Regions from separate parts of the Mus musculus genome. Here region 2 is linked to region 1. A link is a contact called in public HiChIP or PLAC-seq data. All regions are on one chromosome and are shown on one strand. The core of a region is the stretch at or near the end of the contact, and the rest is flanking DNA. Distances in the headings are between cores, read along the strand shown.

Evidence for each region. HiChIP or PLAC-seq counts read pairs in DNA pulled down with a chosen protein or histone mark.
Region 2: an HNF4G HiChIP or PLAC-seq map of pancreatic cancer cells shows a contact between it and region 1. The contact joins two enhancer-like sites. A contact is called at or near these places in 3 of 39 promoter capture datasets (HPC-7-derived erythroid cells, hematopoietic stem and progenitor cells and pre-B cells), 8 of 115 datasets of contacts at active chromatin or transcription factors (embryonic stem cells, large pre-B cells, pancreatic cancer cells and 1 more) and 3 of 9 other capture datasets (adipose tissue, liver and pancreatic islet).

The regions. Positions count from the first base shown.
Region 1 is chr8:94,549,211-94,554,193 of GRCm38.p6, reverse strand. It overlaps Cpne2 (copine II), which reads right to left. Exons shown (of 16, transcript NM_153507.2): 3 at 2,845-3,024; 4 at 2,380-2,454; 5 at 733-804. Gm38555 (a long non-coding RNA gene) reads left to right here. Exons shown (of 4, transcript XR_879111.3): 4 at 3,482-3,592. Among named protein-coding and RNA genes, the nearest start is that of Gm38555, 16 kb to the left of the region's middle. Within about 2 kb of position 2,258, at least 125 of the 459 cell types and tissues checked have an H3K27ac peak or open chromatin away from gene starts, as enhancers often do. A contact at or near this core is called in adipose tissue and pancreatic cancer cells, where this site is marked.
Region 2 is chr8:94,675,956-94,680,938 of GRCm38.p6, reverse strand. Pllp (plasma membrane proteolipid) reads left to right here. Exons shown (of 4, transcript NM_026385.4): 2 at 1,421-1,594; 3 at 3,591-3,713; 4 at 4,660-4,983. The coding sequence ends at 4,776. Among named protein-coding and RNA genes, the nearest start is that of Arl2bp, 12 kb to the right of the region's middle. Within about 2 kb of position 2,153, at least 105 of the 459 cell types and tissues checked have an H3K27ac peak or open chromatin away from gene starts, as enhancers often do. A contact at or near this core is called in adipose tissue and pancreatic cancer cells, where this site is marked.

The DNA of each region.
Region 1 (4,983 bases), core at 1,009-3,508:
CCCATAGTGTCTCGGACCCCTCCAAAGGTAATGAATAAATAAATCTATGGTGCCAGTCACCAAAGGGCATGGTGGCCTCTAGAAATTCATTAATGTACATTAAAAAAAAAAAAAGACATCTAAAGATGTTACACAGAAGTGAAGGGGACAGAGCGGGTCAAGGAAGAATGTACGGGACAGCAGCATGAGTGACCACAGGCAACCGAGGGGCACTGCCACTGTGTCTCCAGGGAAGGGTTGTAGAAGGACAGAATGTGGGAAGGACACAGTGACAATGTTCACTGTAGGGGTCCCAGGTGGTGAGAAGAGAGGGCAGTGGGTCTGAGACTGGAAGATGCCTGGTTTATCCCCGGCACCCGGTATTGTGACTCCACAGCAGAGTCCTGGGTCCCGTCCTCAGCACTTGAAAATGAGAACATTAATACAGCTGAGGAGAGCAAGAGGGTCTGGTCTAACCTGGTGGCCAAAGGGGATGAGGGGGAAGGACTCTGGAGGGTCACAGTGGAGCCCTGTGGGGAGAAGGGGGCCACAAGAAAGTTTCCGGTCTCAAGCTGCCTCCCTCTAAGTGGCAGGACACTTCCCCCCGAGAGTTGGCGAAAGTCTGACTTGAGTGGTTCAGTGCTTGGCCCGACCCGTGTCAGGAAATGAAAATGATGGAGCCAGAGACCGAGCCCCAGGGCTCTGTGGTGGGAAACCCTGTTGTTCATGGAAGCCCCTCTCTGCCTGGCTTACCTTCTTATCCAGTTTCCTGCCAGCCAGGCTCAGTGTGATGACTCGGTTGTCTGACAGCTCTTGGGCTGCAATCTGAAAGGTCGTGGCTGTGAGAAGGGGTGGGGGTGGGAGTGGGGTGACGGGGCGTGGGGGTGGGGGTGTCTGCTCCTTCCCTTCCCCACCATTCCAGGATGGAATTCTCCAGGGCTAGGTGCAGGGTAAAAGGGAGAGTGAGTGCCATGTGACCCAGGACCAGCCTCTTGACTTCTAAACCTTGGTTTCCATTTTCTGAGAAATGGGATAATGATCCAACGGTCACAAGGAATCAGAAAGTGAGATACTGTGGGGGTTAGGCAGGAGTGGCCGGCGTGAGCTATGGGCTGTACCAGAGAGTATAGACTTTCCTAAGCTCTTTCTCTCCAACCTGAGTTCTAAGAAGCCAGGTGCACACAGCTCAGTGAACTGAGGTTCAGGGAAGGACGAGGAGCACACACATGTCTTCCCCATAGCCAACGCCCTCAGACCTCAGCACAACTGCCAAAAGCCTGCTGTGGCCTCTCCCCACAGATGCACTCTAAGATGGGCTTAACCTTAAGACTGGCCAACCTTCTGTCCCCTGTACAACAGGCCAAGGCCCTGGGGCCATTTCTCTCTCCTTGTTCTTCACTCAGACCATAGGATGGTGCCAAGTCCCATCTTCCAGAGGAAGGAATATGGGCTTGGAGTAGAATAACTGGCATTCCTAAACAAGAGTGGGGTTGCTGTGCTGGCATATGAGGAATATAAGGAGGCTGCCCTGAGAGCTGGCTGTGAACTCTGAGTGTGTGTGTGTGTGTGTGTGTGTGTGTGTGTGTGTGTGTGTGCACTAGGAGGCACCTTTAGGCTGCATCAACAGCCCGGGAATCCGGGAATCATCTTGGGCTATTTGAGGCATGTTATAGATTTTAGCTTGCCCTGAACTTGGGGCATGAGGAGAAAGGGTGGAATTTGGAGGCAGGGAAGCAAAGCAGGTCCTCATAGCTGAAGGAAAGACTACAAGGTCGTGGGGAGCCATGGGAGGGCCCCCGAGAATACACAGGAGTATGGGGTGCCTACAGCAGCGCGTTACAGGCTGTATGGACAATCTTGTCAGAGGAACACACTCTTGCTCATCATGTCTCTCCTCCATGAGATGGGGTTTGCCCTGCCTCCTAGGCCTCCGAGGACCAAGCAACCCATCTACAGGAAGAGCCTGCACTTTGCTGGATTCACTTCACTGCAAGGTGCAGGGGGGAACCATTACAGTTGTTGGAATCACTGTGCTGAGACAACCGGTTGTATGCATCCGGTGCTCGTGAAATGCTCTCCAGGGGAGAAGCAGCAGGGGTTAGTATTGGTGGGGGAGGATGTTGTGGGGGCTATGGACACCCCTCCCCACATGATAAGAAGACCCCTGATCCTGAGCCGCATCATGCAGGGCCTTCTGACAGTCCCCCAGCCAGGCAGCCCCCAGTACTTCATCTGTAGAGCCAGGAGCCCGTTGCTAAGAGACCTGTTGCTAAGTTGTAAGTTGGGCCTTTTTACTCCCAACAAAGCTGGTGATTATCTGCTGGAGAAGCAGTCCATTGATGGGGGAGGGTGGCGGAGACAGAAAAGGGATGTGAAAGGCTGGTGGGGGAGGTCTGGTACCGTGATTACGCCCTTCCCCGCTGGCTTGTCATTCATCAGCAGCAGAGGCCTAGTGATCTTCTTGCTGGAGACAATCTGGGGTGGGAGAGGCAGAGAGGAGCACTCAGGGAGGCATCAGGGGCTCTTGGGAATAGGTCAACCACAGGACGGTGGTGACAGCACCATGAATCACACTGTCCCCACTTCTCTGTGGTAGCAGGAAGCTGGCACTGGGTTTGGTTGCCCCTTCAGTGGGAGCGGTCTGTCTGGTGCCAGACTCTCTGGGCTACAACACCCCTGGGACCTGTTGGCTCCTGGGAGGTGGGCGTAGGGGGGGTTGTCTGTGTAGCAGATGGGGAGCCCGGGAGGATTGGCTAGGGAAAGTAGGGGACAGAAAATCCTGACTGAGACCCGCCTGACCCCAAGAGCAGAGGTTGATGGTGAGGCCCTTGGGTACCCCACTCTACTCGGGAGCCCCAGGCTCACCGTGCCCAGGCTGCAGGAGAACTGGCCCAGGAAATCATGCTCATCCAACTGGGCACTGGACTTGTCCTGGTCAAACAGGGCGAACTTGAGCTTCTGCACCTCCTCGAAGTGGTAGTCCAGCACGAACTTCTTGGAGAAGGCTGGGTTGAGGTTGTTGACGGCTGTTTCTGTTCTGTCGAACTGGTGGAGGGATGGGGGGGGGGGCAGGAAGTGGGGGGAATGGGAGGCAGAGTCGTGGTGGCCAGGTTCCCTTGATGGCTAGCTGCCTCAGTGCACTCACTGAGGTACCTCACTGCCTCCCGCCAGCACTCACATCTCATGAGCCTCAGCTCATCGGTAAGAACACCAAAGATCAGAGATGTTAAGTCAGAGGGAGGCAGGTGCAAGATTCAAGCCCAGTTCGGACTCTATGAACCCTCCCCATTCCCAGGGACCGGGGTAGGAGCTCAGGCCACATCCCAGACTGGTATGTGACAGAGGACAAATCCTCTCTCTATCTGGGCCTGCTTTTTCCTCTGTAAAATGAAAGCCTGTGACTGTGTGGATTTTCTATGTTTTACTTAAGAAAACCCTTTTCTCTCCCTCTCGCTCTCTTTTAAGATTTATTTGTTTATTTTATGTATGTGTTTATTCTTAGGACCTCTGCTCGCTCTGGGTCAACTCTGTTCGCTCAGTCCCTGTTTGCTCCAGCCCAGAAATTTATTTATTATTATACGTAAGTATAATAGTTGACTTCAGACGCACCAGAAGAGGGTGTCAGATCTCATTACGGGTGGTTGTGAGCCACCATGTAGTTGCTGGGATTTGAACTCAGGACCTTCAGAAAAGCAGTCGGTGCTCTTGCCTGCTGAGCCATCCTGCCAGCCTGTAAACCCTGTTCTCAAAAGCACACTGTGTATGCTGCTAAGAGGAAACAGAGGAGGCAGAGCTGGGTGAGGCCAAGGTCTTGGGTGGCAGAGGCGATTGTGCCTTGTATAGAATTCTGGACTTGTCCAGTCTAGCATGCCCACCTGCTATGGGCACCAAAGCCAGGGTGGGAGCAGGGCTGGGCATCGTGGGTACATGGTAGTAGGGGCAGGAACCACCTCCTGGCCTGGAACACACATAGCAGAGCCCTGAGTGACAATCTATTTTGAGACCAGGGCTGGGTTGGTTTTTCCTTCCATCCAGGCTTCCAAGGGCAGGAGTAGCAGCGGGATCGGAAGAGGCCTTGACCCAGACTATTTTTAGCCTGTGTGTACTAATTTTTAGCAGAAATTAGGGAGGATATGTCACAAATTGGGGAGATATTACTCCCTGAGGAGCATGGTTCTGGAGACAGAGCAGGGAAATTGACCGGTAACTATAAGCCCTGACTGTCCCTGGACTCCTGGGTTAGCCTACTGTCACATCTCCCTCTGTTGGCTCTATTAGCAACGCCCTGGATGACACAGAAACCTGACATGCCCCAGGGCTCACTTTCCCCTCTGTAAATTGGTCAACAATCCCAGCTCCTTTAAAATAAGGTGCTTTTTTTCTTTTTTCATCACAAGAGCCAATATCTGTGAAAACTCTTGTAAACTGGAGTGTGTGCATGCAGTAAGCACCTACCTCTGTCTGGCTCAATATTTAATTGAAAAACAGGAACTCAGTGGGGGTTGCAAATCTGTCATCCCAGCAGTTAGGAAGGGGAAGGGCTAGGAGTTCTAGATTACCGTCTGCTACATAAAATGAAACTGCTAATAGATATTTTGGGAAATATACATGCGTGTAGAAGGCTCTGGAAGACGAGACACTGAACTGTGAACAGGGACTCTGCTTGGTAGGCAGGCCTACGGTCCTTTAGGTTGTCTTCCTCGAGCTAATCTGATTTGACAGACAACAAACACAGTTTCCTTTGTAAGGAATCAAAGCAAGTTTTAAAGGCTGCTAACAGGAAAATTTCAAGTTTCTTGGTAACCTTCCTGATCCGCAGTCCTTCCAAACCCTCGGGCCAGACTTCCAGCTCAGAAGTTCCCAGTTCTGAAGTTACCCACTGTAGGCGAGGGAAAAAATAAAAGCCCTGGTTTACCAAAGAGACAGGCCCAGAAAGGGGCAGTAGTTCACCTGAGGTCACACAGCAGGGGCAGCATTGCTGGGCATGAAGCCACCTCTGGGGCC
Region 2 (4,983 bases), core at 904-3,403, 130 kb before region 1:
AACGGGTTTTAAACAAAGCCCATGCTTTTAGGTTCTACACACTCAGTCGGGGATGTGGGGGTACCTGGCTACTCTACCCACCAAGCTTCCTGGCGTGGCTTACCATCCCACTGGCTCTTCTCTTCCACTCTGGGTTCTGGAGGGAGGGGCCGCCTCAAGTTGTCAGGCTTTCCAGCTTAGGCAATAAGTCCTGTTACCTGCTGAGCCATCTTGAAACGCTCCCCTTTCTGTCTATCTATCTATTTATTTATCTATTAAGGATTTACTTATTTTACATATGAGTACACTGTTGCTATCTTCAGACGCACCAGAAGAGGGCACCAGATCCCCATTACAGATGGTTGTGAGCCACCATGTGGTTGCTGGGAATTGAACTCAGGGTCTCTGGAAGAGCAGCCAGTCTTAACCACTGAGCCATCTCTCCACTACTCCCCCCACCCCTTTTTTTGAGACAGAGTTTTGTTTTGAAACAGGGGCTCATGTGGGCAAGACTGGCCTATGACTCATGTTTGCCTTGAACTCATTCGTAAGTCTCTTTTTTCCTCCAGTGTTGGGATTACAAGTATTAGCCTCCCTGACTGGCTTCTAGCATTTTTTTTTTTTCTGCACCTGTGGCAAAGTCAAGCCCCTGGAATGCTGTGGGCAGTTCTGGTATGAGGAGCATATACTCTATGAGAGAGATACCGTTCCTACCTTGGGTGGTACTATCTGGGGACCTGGGTGTCTCAGTTAGGGTTTTATTGCTGTGAACAGACACCATGACCAAGGCAAGTCTTATAAAGGACAACATTTAATTGGGGCTGACATACAGGTTCAAAGGTTCAGTCCAGTATCGTCAAGGCAAGAACGGAGGCGAATCCAGTCAGGCATGGTGCAGGAGGAGCGGAGAGTTCATCTTCATCTGAAGGCTGCTAGCAGATGACTGACTTCAAGGCAGCTAGAATGTGAGACTTATAACCTACACCCACAATGACACCCTACCCAGCAGGGCCATACCTTCTAATCCTGTCACTCCTTGGGCCCAGCATATACAAACCGTCACACCGGGGAAGAGCCTTTTGTCACACAGCATGATGGGAATTGAAAGGGGGAAGAGTGGCCAGACAAGATGCCCAGCACAGATGTAAACAACAGGAGTCAAGATTTCTTTGAAGAAGCTGTTTTTAATTGTACGTGCGTGTGACCATGTTCCATGCCACAGTGAACACAGAAAGGCTGGAGGACAACCGCTGGTCGTCACTTTTCTCCTTACACCTGAGTTCCAGAATTGAATTCCGGTTGTCAGGCTTGTGACAAACATTTTACCCTCTTAGCCATCTTGCCAGCCTAAACTTTTTGAGTTAACAAGAAAGGGGGCCAAGGCCCGAGCCTCCGGCTGGAGCTGTTCAGCTCTGAGAAACTCCCCCTTATTTTTCCACAGGCACTGGGGCTGCTGGTGTGGGCCCTGATTGCTGACACCCCATACCATCTGTATCCTGCCTATGGCTGGGTCATGTTTGTCGCTGTCTTCCTCTGGCTGGTGACAATCGTCTTCTTCATCATCTACCTGTTTCAACTGCACATGAAGTTGTACATGGTGCCCTGGCCGTTGGTGGTGAGTTTGGGGCAGGGACTGTGCGGCTCCAGGCTGAGTCCTCTCGTCTGTGAATGGCTAGGACGGGACCTCTTGACCTTCCATAAATGTGAAATGGAGGGCAGGTGGGTGGGTGTGATGCCATCCTCCTGCCTCTTAGCTACATGAGGAGCTGGGGTGGGAAGGTATGTTAATGACGGAAGTGGAGTGTTTGACTTGGTGCTTGGAAGAGACCAGCATCGAGAGGCTATTGACTGACTCTGCAGATATCCTTGGGAATCTTGGGATATTGTTCTTTCTTGAGGGGGATCAGAATTTTGAGCTCGGAGGTCTGGGTTTGTCAGTGCCAGCTGCCTCCATTCTCTCCAGGCCCTGGCTCTCTGGAGAGAATGGGTGCCCCAGGTTTGTCTCAGGCCAGGCTCCTCTGGCTGGGTTTTTTTTTTTTTTTTTCTGGAACCCAGAAAACCCATGCAGCTGGGTCTGAGCCTTTTAGTGAGCACAGAGGCGCATGATTGTAAGGCAGGCGAGGCTGGAACTAGGCAGCGATTGTTTACAATTCAATGCTTGTTTAGCGAGAGGAAACGTGAGTCATGCCGAGACAGAATGGGTTTGTTAGATCCTGGTCTCGCTAGCCAGAGCCGGGCAGGGTGTGCAGTGGTCACTGTACTTGGGGACAAGATTTGGGATTGAGGTGGCGGTGGCTGGACTCCTGGCTAAAGGTCTAGCCCCCTTCTGAATATCCCAAGCCCCTAAAGAAGAATTCCACAAGGCTGGAGACCTCTGTCTCTGAGGCAAGGCTGGCAGCACAGCACAGCGCCAGTGAAGGAGGTCAGCTGGGGGCTGTGTCTGGTGCTGCTGGGCTGAGCTGGGAGAGGAACTGGGTGATGACCCTTCTCAACTCTGGGGACATGTTTAATATAAAGGGTCAGGTAAGATGGACTAGTGAACTGGGCCAGGAAGGTTCTAGAAACCTAACAAGTACCTGGCCCTGAGAAGCTGCCTCTGCCCGGCTTCAACCTTGAGAGGATGTGGCCCACTGGTGCCAAGCCTTGAGGTATTTTGTTTGTTGTACTGATGGCGCTAGGGATCAAATCCAGGACCTCATGAATGCAGAGCTTTACACTGAGATACATGCCCAGCCCTGAGGTAGCTGTTTGCTTTGTTTTTTTGATACAGTTTTGATGTGTAGGCCCGACTGACCTGGAATCCATGGTCTTCCTGTCTTTGTGTCTGACATGCTGGCTCCTGTAAGCTACTCTGCCCAGCTTTGAGGGTGTTTTGTTTTGTTTTATTTTGAGCTAGGTTTTCTCAGTAGCCCTGGCTGACCTGGAACTCACTAGTCTAGGCTGGCCTTAAACTCAGAGATCGGCCTGCCTCTACCTCCTGTGTGCTGCGATCAAAGGTGTGAGCTACAACTACTTATCTTAATTGATATTTTGATATAGCATCTCACTATATGCACCAAGTTGGCCTCTGCCTCTTGAGATGCTGGGATTACAGGTGTGTACCACTATGTCCAGAAATCTTGAACATGTTTAATATGAAATTTTCAAGTTTTCACATGAAATCTAATTTTAAATGTTGGCAATTAAAAATGTATAGCACAATAAATGGCTGGAGACCGGTTTGAGGACAAGAGGCATCCACTGGGGGTATGGAACAGGCCCCGCTGCCAGCTGAAGGCTCACATCCAGTCTTCTTGGTGCTTTGTAGAGATTCCCTAGGACCCTGGCCCTGTTATTTGCCCTTGAGTTTAGGATAGTATAAGGGAGTCATAGATTTCTCCCACTGGTGGGCAGAGGGATGTGAGGGCCAGGCACATGGCCAAGTGCTGATGTGGTCATAGGAAGAACATGGGCATGGCGTGTGCCACACAAGAGATGGCATTTCTTTAGCTGGTTAGAGGCAAGTGGCTCGTTGTGGTGGCACCGTCCCAACACTTCAGGCCTTCCCGTCAGGGCTTCAAGGTGGTGATGTTCTTTGTGGATGCTTATGCCTCTCGCCCTTCCCCCTACAGTTACTGATCTTTTTTGTCGCTGCCACGGTTCTCTACATTACTGCCTTTATCGCCTGTGCAGCGGCGGTCGATCTGACATCCCTGAGGGGCTCCCGGCCATATAACCAGCGCTCAGCTGCCTCTGTAAGTATGTCCCAGGCTCCAGCCTTCTGCAGGGTATCCAGCCCAGGCCTTTGTGAACTCACAGGCTCCTGTCTGAGTTGTCACTGGCTGGATGCTCAGTGGGCCTCCTTCCTTAGTGAACAGCAGAACTCAAGGGGACCTGAATGCATGGGATCCACTGTGGACACTGTCACATTGTCACCTCAGGCTGGCTGTCATCACTAGACATTCCGTCTACATTTCTTTTTTTACTAGTATTCTCTTATAAAAATTCCAAACTTGGACTGTGTCAGACGGCCATTCACACTACCCAGTTCACGTCTAAAGGCAGAGACTATGGGTTCTTTTTTAGAGAAGGAAACTGGAGTTGTGGTCATGTCCAGGACAGGACAGCCAATGCGTGGTGTCTTCCATCTTCCTGGTGAGAGTGGTTTAAAATTAGTGAACTCCATCTTGGGAACGGAGACTCAAGCCTCTGAAAGCACACGCCACATACAGGGTACAAAACTGATTCAGAAAACTCCTGGGAGCCTGGAGTATTATTACTGGTTGTTTTTGTTTTCAGTTCTGGGCCTGGAACCACAGGTCCTTGGGAGGCTGGGCAACAGCTTTACCTGAGCCACATCCCTAGCCCTGAATGTTACTTGTGGACACTAGGTCCCTTATGTATATAAAGTTACCCCACTGTCACTCCAGAGTGCTGTGCCTGGCACCATCTGACATGTCTGGCCTGTGTAGTTCTTGCCCCTGACCCTTAGAACATAATGCCAGATGTGTGGTATGGGTGGGTGGGCATAAGGGGTGTGGCTGCCAGAACAAGTGGCTCTGATTAACCCAAGGGGCTGCTGCTCAAGCTTCCATCCCCAAGTCCCTCTGAGGAGACCCACTTGGTCTGGTGTCACTGTCCCCATGTGGTTTCCTGGCTCTCTCTGACTGACCCCCTTGGCCTCTTTTTCTCCCCTGCCAGTTCTTTGCTTGTCTGGTGATGATTGCCTACGGAGTGAGCGCTTTCTTCAGCTTCCAGGCCTGGCGAGGAGTGGGTAGCAACGCGGCCACGAGTCAGATGGCTGGGGGCTACTCCTAAGCCAGCTATGCTGTGGCCTGAGCCATGGCTGGGTCTTAGCACAGGGTCACCCCCTAAGCTTACTGGACTCAAACTCTCCAGCACTCCTGAGGAACTGGCCTACACTGGCACAGATGGAACTGGCCAAGAGCCAGGGGTGGGGACATCCTCCCCACCTCCCTTATTCAGCAGAAGGTGATGGGGTTTGGGGAGCTCTGCCTTGTCATC